Linked DNA regions of Mus musculus: all the other regions are linked to region 2. The links are chromatin contacts, called in public promoter capture Hi-C maps. All regions are on one chromosome and are shown on one strand. Each heading gives the region's core, a stretch centred on a gene start, on an enhancer-like site or on the middle of the called end of the contact. The rest is flanking DNA. Distances are from core to core; before and after follow the strand shown.

Evidence for each region. Promoter capture Hi-C pulls out the DNA fragments that hold promoters and counts their contacts. Capture Hi-C pulls out chosen DNA fragments and counts their contacts.
Region 1: a promoter capture Hi-C map of second pharyngeal arch cranial neural crest shows a contact between it and region 2. The contact joins the promoter of Tpp1 here to the promoter of Fam160a2 in region 2. A contact is called at or near these places in 12 of 39 promoter capture datasets (the C10 cell line, the HPC-7 cell line, cranial neural crest and 8 more), 14 of 484 Hi-C or Micro-C datasets (CD4 T cells, the G1E-ER4 cell line, Th1 cells and 7 more), 2 of 115 datasets of contacts at active chromatin or transcription factors (bone marrow-derived macrophages and memory CD8 T cells) and 2 of 9 other capture datasets (adipose tissue and liver).
Region 3: a contact with region 2 is called in a promoter capture Hi-C map of adipose tissue. The contact joins the promoter of Dchs1 here to the promoter of Fam160a2 in region 2. A contact is called at or near these places in 5 of 39 promoter capture datasets (cranial neural crest, embryonic stem cells, frontonasal cranial neural crest and 2 more), 1 of 484 Hi-C or Micro-C datasets (uterus) and 1 of 9 other capture datasets (adipose tissue).

Annotation. Positions count from the first base shown.
Region 1 is chr7:105,750,472-105,753,890 of GRCm38.p6, reverse strand. Tpp1 (tripeptidyl peptidase I) reads left to right here and starts at 1,656. Exons shown (of 13, transcript NM_009906.6): 1 at 1,656-1,720; 2 at 1,838-1,909; 3 at 2,162-2,301. The coding sequence starts at 1,704. Dchs1 (dachsous cadherin related 1) reads left to right here. Exons shown (of 21, transcript NM_001162943.1): 21 at 1-902. The coding sequence ends at 433.
Region 2 is chr7:105,398,278-105,402,012 of GRCm38.p6, reverse strand. Fam160a2 (family with sequence similarity 160, member A2) reads left to right here and starts at 1,959. Exons shown (of 12, transcript NM_199009.3): 1 at 1,959-2,129. It also overlaps a transcript of Cnga4 not described here.
Region 3 is chr7:105,785,925-105,789,286 of GRCm38.p6, reverse strand. Dchs1 (dachsous cadherin related 1) reads left to right here and starts at 1,737. Exons shown (of 21, transcript NM_001162943.1): 1 at 1,737-1,928.

The sequences.
Region 1 (3,419 bases), core at 407-2,906, 350 kb before region 2:
AGAGCTCCGTGGCAGCTATAACTGGGACTACCTGTTGAGCTGGTGCCCTCAGTTCCAGCCTCTGGCCAGTGTCTTCACAGAGATTGCTCGGCTCAAGGATGAAGCTCGTCCGTGTCCTCCAGCTCCCCGTATTGACCCACCACCCCTCATCACTGCTGTGGCACACCCAGGAGCCAAGTCTGTTCCCCCAAAGCCTGCAAGCACAGCTGTAGCCCGGGCCATCTTCCCACCAGCCTCTCACCGCTCCCCTATCAGCCATGAAGGCTCCCTCTCCTCAGCTGCCATGTCCCCCAGCTTCTCACCCTCACTGTCTCCTTTGGCTGCTCGCTCTCCCGTTGTCTCACCATTCGGGGTAGCCCAGGGCCCCTCAGCTTCAGCACTCAGTACAGAGTCTGGCCTGGAGCCTCCGGATGACACAGAGCTGCGCATCTAGCTGTGGCCCTAACTGGGCCCCGACCTGGGACACGTCCAGTGTCCCCAAAGCAGGCCCCATTCTCAGCCTGCCCTGGGCAGCCTCGGACCATGACTGACTATGGGGAGGCCACCACCAGTCCCCTGCTCTCCACCTTAAACTCTTATAGCTGGGACAGGTCCCACATTTCTCTGCAGTTCCTTCAGCACTAGGACCACAGAGGGCCTGTTGGTCATGACCTGTGGCCAGATCCAGTGTGGAGAGAAATAAGAATGAGGCAACAGCCTTGGGTTCTCTTCAGCCAAGACTTCCTGCCCTGCACCAGCGCCCTGCGATGGAGCTGAGACTTTATTTATTGGGGGTTAGGGGGATGGGGAGGTCCCTCCAATCTGGGCCCAGCTCTTTTGGGTTCTTCTGACATCCCTGCCCCTGCCCAGAACAAGTGCCAATTCTCACTCTGGAGCCTTAATAAACTGCAGTTTGTATCCAGCCTCTGGCTCTGTTCTGTCAGGGTAACCAGAAGTCACTGGCGTAGCACTGTGGATACCTGGCACAGTAGCCAAGGAGGCCCAGAGGGAGGGCGGACAACAGGACATGTAGGAGTAGGGTTGGCACTGAGAGCTCAGAAGCCTAGCCTTGGGATCTCTGCTGCTTTCCCCTCTAACATGGTCAGGACTTGAACTGCAGTGGTTTCCTGCAGAGACTGACAGAGTAGGAAGCAGTCTAGGGTCCTAAGCCTGAGGGTCTGGAATAAGATATGGTGATTATTAAGAGTAGGTAAGTGAAGAAATCCCCAACCCCCCCCCCCCACACACACACACCTTGGAAACATGAAATGTCCACATTCATAAGAGCTCACATTAGTTGAGTCTGCCAGGTCAGTCTTGGCTCCATAGGCTTGCTTTATTGCAATGTCCACTTTTACTCCCAAGTATGAGGCACATTTCTTTTACGTAACAGTCACTGAATTTTAAGTGAAGAAACCTAGGCTCTGAGAGCTTGTTTTTCTAATATTGTACGGCCAGGAGCAGCCCATACCTATGGGGCTTCAGAGCCCACTCCTTTATGATTCCTTTAGAGACAGACAGACTTGGGCAGCAGGTGAAGAGGAGCCCTGGGCTTAGATGCTCAACACAGCATAGAATTCTAATAGCAGCCCCAGCATTCAGAACAGCTCATTTGGGAGGGAGGAGTCAGCAACGTCACTAGTTACTAGGCAGGGAGATGGGGGAGGTGCCAGACCATGCTCATGTGACTTATCACATGACTACAGATCAGCCTGAAAGCCAAAATGGGACTCCAAGCCCGGTGAGAAACTGAGGTGGGGAGGGTAGCTAAGGGGGATTACATTAGAGGGATTACATGTTGTAGAAGGAGTACAATGAGGGTTCGGCTCCTGATGAAACCCACCTGCTGTCCCTGCAGCCTCCTAGGGCTCCTTGCTCTCGTCATCGCCGGCAAATGCACTTACAACCCTGAGCCGGACCAGCGGTGGATGTGAGTTGATTTAGTACTACAGGTGCCTGTCTCTGCAGACGCTTGGTCCTAGCTTTCCTCATCCTCAACTGCTCCTAGTACCCACTCTGTAGCCTTATTCGACACCCCCTCGGCTTAATCTCTGGTCATTTATCTCCTATGATCCTTATCTGCATCTAGGATTCGACCCAAAGTCTCAGTTCTTAATCCCAAACTTTCCATGATCTGGATTTCTCGTTATGGCCTAATCAAATCATGTCCCTGACCCTGTAGGCTGCCTCCAGGCTGGGTGTCCCTGGGCCGCGTGGATCCCGAGGAAGAGCTGAGTCTCACTTTTGCGCTGAAACAGCGGAACCTGGAAAGACTCTCGGAGCTGGTGCAGGCTGTGTCGGATCCTAGCTCTCCTCAATATGGTGCCTATCAGTTGGGGCAGGAAGTGGGAGGCAGGACCAGGCAGGCACTGGCTGGTGCAGATCATGTAGGGCCATGTTTCTGGTATGACAGACAAATGACAATAACTGCCATATTCATACACACACACACACACACACACACACACACACACACACACCAAAATTTCCACCTGAGTTCTTCAGTCTTAAAACTAAGAACAAATCTAAGCCTAGTAGCATGAGGTAATAATCCTAGCTACTTGGACTAAAACAGGACGATTTTGAATCCAAGGCATGCCTGGGCAGTGTAGCAATATTGTCAACATTAAAACCAATTTTTTTTAGAGGCCTAGCTAGCTCATTGATAGGGTGGGTGCTTACGGAGCATATGAAAAACCCTAGGTTCAAGTGCCAGGAAGATGGTGGGTGTGGGGTAGCTAGCTGTGTTTAAGAACACATGATTCATAATCAGATCTAGATTGAAATGTTCACTTACCCTACCAGCTCTCAAATGGAGGACTAGCACTTAGTGTGTGTGCATGATCAAGTCATGGACCTTACCCCACTCTCATAGCCACTGCCACACCCTCCTCTGTTGCTAGTTCAAGTCCTAAATTGTCTTTGGATTAATCCACTCTGGCCATTCCTCTTGCTACCAACTCAGTTGTTTATTCTCTTTCTGGATTACTGCCCAGTACCCGGACTGGTTTGAAGCTTCCTCTCCTTCACCCCACTCCCCAGAACAGTCCCTTCTCTATTCTAGAGTATTCTCTATGGTGCTCAGGCTGGAGTGAATCCTTCCCCTGCTTAAAGTCCTGTATGGTGAGGCAAGGGTGTGTGTGTGTGTGTGTGTGTGTAGAATGGAGGCGAGAGGAGGGGGGGGCATCCTTAGAGCACCCAAGAAGCTCCTCATATGCAGGAAAGAATGACTCACCGTTATGTTGTTTAAAATCAACAAGGATGAAGAGCTGAGCTAAATTAGAAGGTTCTGTATAACTGGCTCCAAAAGTTTGGGGAAATCTTTTTGAAGATAAGCTTAAAATGGGATATTGAAAGTTTACTAACGTCCTTGAGTTTTTGTGACCATGGTAACACATGCTGTGCATTTTTCCTGGCCATGACGTTTCATGTCTCTCGAG
Region 2 (3,735 bases), core at 710-3,209:
GAGGTAAACAGCCTCCGCTGCCATATACTCTGTGGCATGATCTACTTCCTCACCACTGTTCCAAAGGCAAGCATGGCAGAAATTTCTGAATCAAGATAAACTTTTTTTTTTTCTGTTATTAATCTCATTTTGGAACAGTGATGGACAGCTGACTAATACAGCCAACATAGTAACTACCACTATCACTGGAACAACAGTAATAGAGAAATCTATAGTTTGATATATTTTCACAAATTGAACTTACCCAGCTCAGTACTTGGCTCAAGAAGCAGAACTATTATAAGCTTGAGGAGTCACTCTTCTTCTTTCTAGTCACTGTCACTCCCACCTCTCATAACAATGCCTCAGCTCTGGAAATTTGTGAGTATGCCCTTGAGTGGTGTGTGTGTGTGTGTGTGTGTGCTTGTGGAGGCCTGAGACTGATGGAAGGAATCACACTTGTTTGTTCTTCCATCTGATTTAATGAGACAGGTTCTCTCAATAAAACAGAGTCACCTTTCAAGGACAGATCCCGGTGGATCACAACACCCACCCGGTATTTATGTAGATTCTGGGGAATTTGAACTCTGGCTGTCACGTTTGCTCAGCCAGTGCTTTAACCAGGATGGTATCTCTCTGGTTCCCTTTGATGGTTTTTAATTTATACAGGATGTCAATATTTAATCCTTTCCCTTCCCTTTACCCAAGTCTCAAACCCTTCCCAGTGTCCACAAACTCCCTTTTCTACATCCTTTTGATCCTATTTTGGGCTTTGCTTTTGAATGACCATTTGCAAAGGTGCCCTGTCCACCTGACTATGTATAAAATTCCAAGACTATAATATAAACTAACACGGTCAACTAGTCCCGCAGTATTATATATTCCGTTTTCATTCTCATCTGATCTTTGCTTTGCATGCTCCCAGCTCCAGGTGTTCTCCGGGTCTTGACCATTCTGCCTTGCCTTGGGATAGCTAATTCTTTAGGGTGAAATTTTTATTTCTTTCTTCTTTATGGATACTTTTAATTTGAACCAGTTTTAGAATCACAGAAAAGTCACAAAAACAACACACAAAGCTGTAAACTCCTTACCCATGCCCCCCTGTCATCCATCATATTATGTAATCACAGAATGATCACAATCAGGTAACACTGATAGAATCAACTACAGATTTTATCGGAAACTGCTAATTCTCTTAGTGTTTCTCACTCTTGTTTCAGCCAGCATTTCTCCCTGAAGCCATCTCTCAGCTCTTTCATCCTCTATGAACAGGGATCATGCTAAGTGCTGCTTCTAGACGCTTTTCCTTTCGCAGCCCTAAGACTGAGACAGGTTCTAACGGATCAGGAATCCAGGCTGTCATGTAGGAACTTATTCCACGTTCTACGAGGTCACGGAAGCTTCGGGAGAGCTAGGAAGAGGCGGTCTTCACGGGTAGGAAGGTAGAATCCAACCGGCGTGCATAAGTCTGGTGGAAACAAACTAGCTTGGTAGCAAACAGCCTGGTCTAGGAGAGCTTTCTACAGCCCTGCCCACAGACTGGCCCTTGGCCTATCCTTTAGGAAAAGCCCTGCCCACTTGACGCTATAAGCACCGCCCAGGGCCTGTGTTCCCGCCCCCTCGTCCTCGCCCTCTATCTCTCCCAGTGCCTTCCAAAGCCTACTCTTTCCTAGCCTCAGAAGCTTGTCCCTCCCTTAGAGCAGCCTTCTGCCCTCCGGTTCGAATTTCTCTCCTCTGTCCCCGCCTCTTCTCAGTCGTCCCCTATAAAACGCCAGAATCCTCAGAAGGGCGGAGTCTGCGGGTCGAGGGGGCGGGGCCTGAGAGTGTGGAGCCGCTCCTTTCTTGGAATGCGGACGGAGACCCCGCCCCTGCGCTCGGCCGTTGCCAGGAAACGGGCGTCGACGCTCTGGCTGGGGCCTGGCCGGACCAATGAGCTGGCACGCCGCTGCCCAGCCGTGCGTCACTGGGCGGTTGCGTGAGGTGCGCGGGGGCGCGGGCTGCGTGTGGCGCGGGGCGGGGCGCGGCTGGTTCGCCTGAGGAGCGATGGCGGCGGCCTGAACTCACCTAGCCCGGCCGCCGACAGGCCCGGGCAGGGCGGCGTGGTGCAAGTGAAAGAGACGCGTGGGCCGCGGCGCGCGCAGAGGCGCAAGGTGCCGAGGGGATTCGGGATGACGGCACCGGGTTTGGAATTGAAGGGACAGGGTGAAGGGTTGGCAGGTGGTGAGGGGCTGCGAACATCTGAGGTAGGGGGGCAGGGGACAGCCTAGGTGCTGTGCACCAGGAAGAAGCCCGCTGGAGGGGATCCTGGGCCCAGCTCCGAAGGGCCCAGTTGAAGGAACTCATAACCACCGTTTGCAAAGGGTGTGGGTTCGCTGAGCTTGGAAAGGTGAGGGACGTCCTGGGACAAGAGTTGAGGGGGTAAGGCCTGTGCGGGGATGGGGAGCGTTAAAGGCCAAGGCGGGAACCAGCGGGGGATGGCTGTGCCTTGGTGTAGCAGTTGAAAGCAGGGCAGAGGAGGAAAGGGGCTTGAGGGTTATGAGACTTGCATGAGAGCTGAGGTTGGTTGTGGGGCCTCCTTGGATGCCCTGTCCAGGGAGAGCAATAGTTTACGATCAAGTAAAGTACAGGCGCAAGTGTTGTGCACTTGGCCGCCCTGTGCCCATAGATATGTTAGAGAGTGAGAGAGGAGGAAAAAAAAAAAAACCCCAGAACCACAATAACAAACCCCAAACACCACACACAAAACAGCATCATAAGCAACAGTAACTGTGATAAGGAAAATGTTTGAGGTTTAGTCATCTACAGAGTAATAATGGAACCACAGTTTCCTCAGGTTCTGCTTTTGTAAGGCAGACTTTAAAATGAGGCCATCAGGAAGTTTGTTTTTGTGTTTTGAGAGGTGGAGAGAGAGAACTACCCATATTTTCTCTCTGCCTGCTTCTGGGCACCCTTACTACATTCCTCCTTCCCTGTTGCTGTCATCTGTATTGGACGAGCAGTTGCTTTCATGGAAGTCACATGGCTTGTTATATGCAGCACTGTGTTTAGGTTTGCTCTTCTTAGGAGTTTGAAAAGCAGGAACAAAAAACCCATGACTTTGTGGAAGCAAATTTTTGTACAGTAAATGCTTATACTTTAAGTGTACATGTTTTGACATATGTGCATATTTGTGAAATCAAGATGCCAAACACTTAGACCACCTGAAAAGTTTTCTCTATTTTACAGCTCATATTTCCCTCTGTATCCTATAATTAAGTTCATTTTATTTGTATTTTATAAGTCCATCTCCTTATCCACACAGACATGAATTTGGGGAAGTTAGTCTCACTAGTGATATGATCCATTCTCTGGATCTTCTCTCTGATCTGACAGTCGGCTATGTAGTTGAGGTGTCTTGAACCTCCTTTAACCATAACAGTATTTAGGTCTTTCTATGAAGACTATCCCTAGAGAATTTGAGGCAGCCTCAGTTTATATTCTGTTAAAGAATCTCAGCTTCAGAGCTAGTTATTTTATCTTGTGGTATATTTTCTTCTCTCTGGAGACCAAAGAGGCCTTCTTCATAATGATATGTCTGGCCAGATAATCAGAACTTTTGAGGACCGACAAGCATAACAGGTTGTAGTAGTGGTTCCCAAACACTGACCTGTGGATCCAGTCCATGGTAGCGTTCATCTGTATAAGACAGGATGAAAGAACTAAAAATAAAGTTATATCCTGGGGGAGTGGCTCAGTGGGAGAGTGCCCTTCCATATT
Region 3 (3,362 bases), core at 488-2,987, 390 kb before region 2:
GTTGAGGATATTTCAGGTCAATAGGTCTTGTCCTGATAGCAAGAGTTCTTGCTGGGTACTTTCTAGGTACCAGGTATGCAGTACTTTAACATATTAAAAATAGTTTAATCATTACACCCAGTTCATAGATGAGAATACTGAGGTAAAAGAAGGTTAACCAACGTTCCCAAAGGCACACAACTTCCAAACGGCAGAGTCTGGACCCCGAGCCAGGCAGTCTGGCTCCAGAGTCCACAAGCTTAGTCACCATACCATACTGCCCTATCCAGTGGTTTGTTGTTCAAAATAAAGTAAATGAGAGCAAACCCTGTAATATGAGAGATGTTGTAAGGACTCAAATATAAGGTTACTCCCTCTTTCCTGAGAGATGATTTTGGAAAAACAAAAAAGCAAAAAAACCTCACCCTATATTCAAACTTATACGGTATTTGCAGATGACTCCCAAATATTTATGCCCAGCCCAGACCGCTCCTTCAAATGTAGACCTACCTACCCAACATGCACTTCAAAGGCAGAAGCCCCAAATCCCAAGTCATCATCTTTCCAAGCCCATTCCCTTCCCCACCCCTGCTCACCACCACCCACCGGGCAGTGCAAGCCTGAAGCCCAGATAACCATGGAGCATCTCAGCCTCTCTTTCCATCTTCCATGATCATACTCCCTCCTTTTTCCCTAAGGTCCTTTGTCCTCTCTTCCTAGAAGTTCCCAGTTTCTCTGTGCCACTTGTACCTGCTAGAATGCCTTTCTTCCCTCACATCGATCACAGTCCTAAGGACAAGGTATAAAAGCTTCCAGGTTGCTTACTGTCATCCACTTAACTGACTTTACACACACATACAAAGCCTTCCTCCCAAATTGGTCCCTCAAGACCTTTGTCATCTTCTTACCCAGTTTTTCATTTTACTTATCTAGGGAAATACACTCTCAGACTACCACCAGCCCCTAAACTCTATGGTTTAATACCTCTCGATCTCTAAATTCACATTTGGGATGGACGAGGAAATAAGAGAATGAGAAGCCAGGGCTGACAGGGGGAAAGGGAATAGGATCACAGGGTAGTAAGTGAGTAGCAGAAAAGACCGGGGATGTTAAGATGGACGGAAGGAAAGAGGAGAGGACGGGGTGATGAAGGGAAGGGAAAGGTGTGAAGTAAGAGCGGTTATGGACAAAAGAAAGAGCCAGGAAAAGGGGTGGGGAGAAAAGGTGCAGAGAAGACGGACGAACAGACAGAGCAAGATAGCGGGCATTTGATGGAGGGAAGCTGGATACAGAAAGAACAACGAGAAGAGAGACCGGGAGAAGTGGGTAAAGAAGAGGTGTGAAGGGGTGAGACAGAACAGGGCAGTGGGGCAGAAGCGGACCATGGCGGAGTAGGGATGGAAGAACGAAGACCAGTACAGAATGGAGAAAGAAAAACGGAGAGGAGGAAGGGGACGGGACGGGACGAAAGGATCTGGCGCGGTAGTAGCCTGGAGAAGGGACGGCGCGGCGCTGGGGCGGGATCCGGCGCCCGGGCCTGGGGCCTGGGGCCGGGAAGTGGAGGGGTGGAGGGCGGGCGGGAGGCGCGGGGACCGCGGCAGCGCGGGTGGGGGCGGGGGCGGGGGCTCGGCGGAGGGCGGGGGCTCGGGTTACCGCGCGGAGGGAGGGAGGGGAGGGGGCTCGGGCCGCGGCGGCGCATCTTGCATCCTCCGCGGGGTGGCTGTGCAGGAGGCGGCGCCCCTGCGGCGGTGGCGGACAGACGGACGGACCGACCGACGGTCGAGCGAGCGCAGACAGACGGCGGCCCGCGCCGAGGGCACTGTGAGCCCGAGCCAGTCAAAGCGGACGATGCGCGGCCCCAGGCCCCGCACTGGCGGGCGCTGCCCCGGGGGCTGACCGCGGCCGGACTGCGCCCCAACACTGGGCGAGGGAGCCCGCACCGCATCGAGGTCAGTGACCGGCCCGTCCGGCCGCACCCGCGGGGTCGGTCGGCCTCCCCGACTGCGGCGGCGGCGGTGGCGGAGCCGGGGGCTTTGTTCTGAGCCGAGACAATGGGGGAGGGGGGGGCCGGGGCCTGCGGGAGAGGGCGAGCGTGAACGTGAGCATGGGGGCAGGGCCGGGGGGTCTTTGTGTGCGGGTGTCATCGAGTGGGAGTGTGTGGTGGTGCTTGAGTGTGCGGTTGGGGGGCGGGGGGTTGGTGGGTGAGGGCAGGACAGTGTGTGTGCAGTGAGTGTGAGTCAGTGAGTGTCCTCGCGCGGTTGTGTGTGCATGTGCGTGTCACTTGGAGGGGGTGTGGGTCAGAATGAGGGTGTGCCAGGACAAGCAGGTCCTTGTGAGGATGTGTGCCTGGGTGCCTTTTACCTGGCTCTATTGGAGCCATGTGTCAGAACGTATTGATGGGTGTGTGACAGAGACACAGAGACACAGACAAAGAAACGGAGGGAGCAGAAGTAAAGAGAAGCAGAGGGGAGAGGAGGAAGCCTGAGGTGGCAGTGTGTCACCCAAACTAGTATTCTAAGTGCATCCTGGTACCAGAGCCTGCAAGTTTCTGTCCAGGATGCTTAGATCAGAGTCCTGGTCAGGGGACAGAGAGAGGTCACTGCAAGCCTAGGTCCCACGTGGAGGGGGTGGGGAGAGAGAACTCAAAGGCACAATGAACTCAGTGTGCATGGGCTGGGCCCACAGCCACAGGTCATAGGCCAGAAAAATATTGTCACTTATGTCAACTCTTCAAATACCCATAGGGGACATAGTCATAATCCTCTTCAACCCACAGGGACCGAGTCCCAGGCAACATACATTCTCAAGAGATACACTCACAGCCTGGACACCCCTAAAGAGGAACTGTCAGAACCAACTTACACCCACTATAGATGCCTGCCAAGCTAGCATGTACCTGTGGAAGAAGTTCTCAGTGTGGTGTCCATACAACAGTAATGTTCCAGCCATGTTACATGAAGAGTCATTGCCACAGCCAACTCATACCACAGGAGACAATGGTGTTGCCAGCACCTCTCAGAACAACACATGCCAATTGGAAATACTATCAGGCAGGGCATGACAGGGATTTTTATGTATCTCCTCAGCCTGCTCACATAAGTCACAGGTGACTCAGAACTAATAGAAGGTTGTGTTGTAACTGTCCTTACCTCCGAACCTCTTGTACAACTTCTAGGAGACAGTCATGGACCATATATCCATACTACAAGGAAAGCTATATGGTATTGCTACTGCTAAAGAAGCCCTTTAGCTTCTAAGACTCACACTGTTACTCTTCATCCCCAGAACTCCAGAACTTCTGTCTCCTGGACACTGAGAGCTGGATGTGAGCTTTTCCCCCCTGGTCCTACATGCTACCATGGAAGTCTCCATGGAGTCTCCCT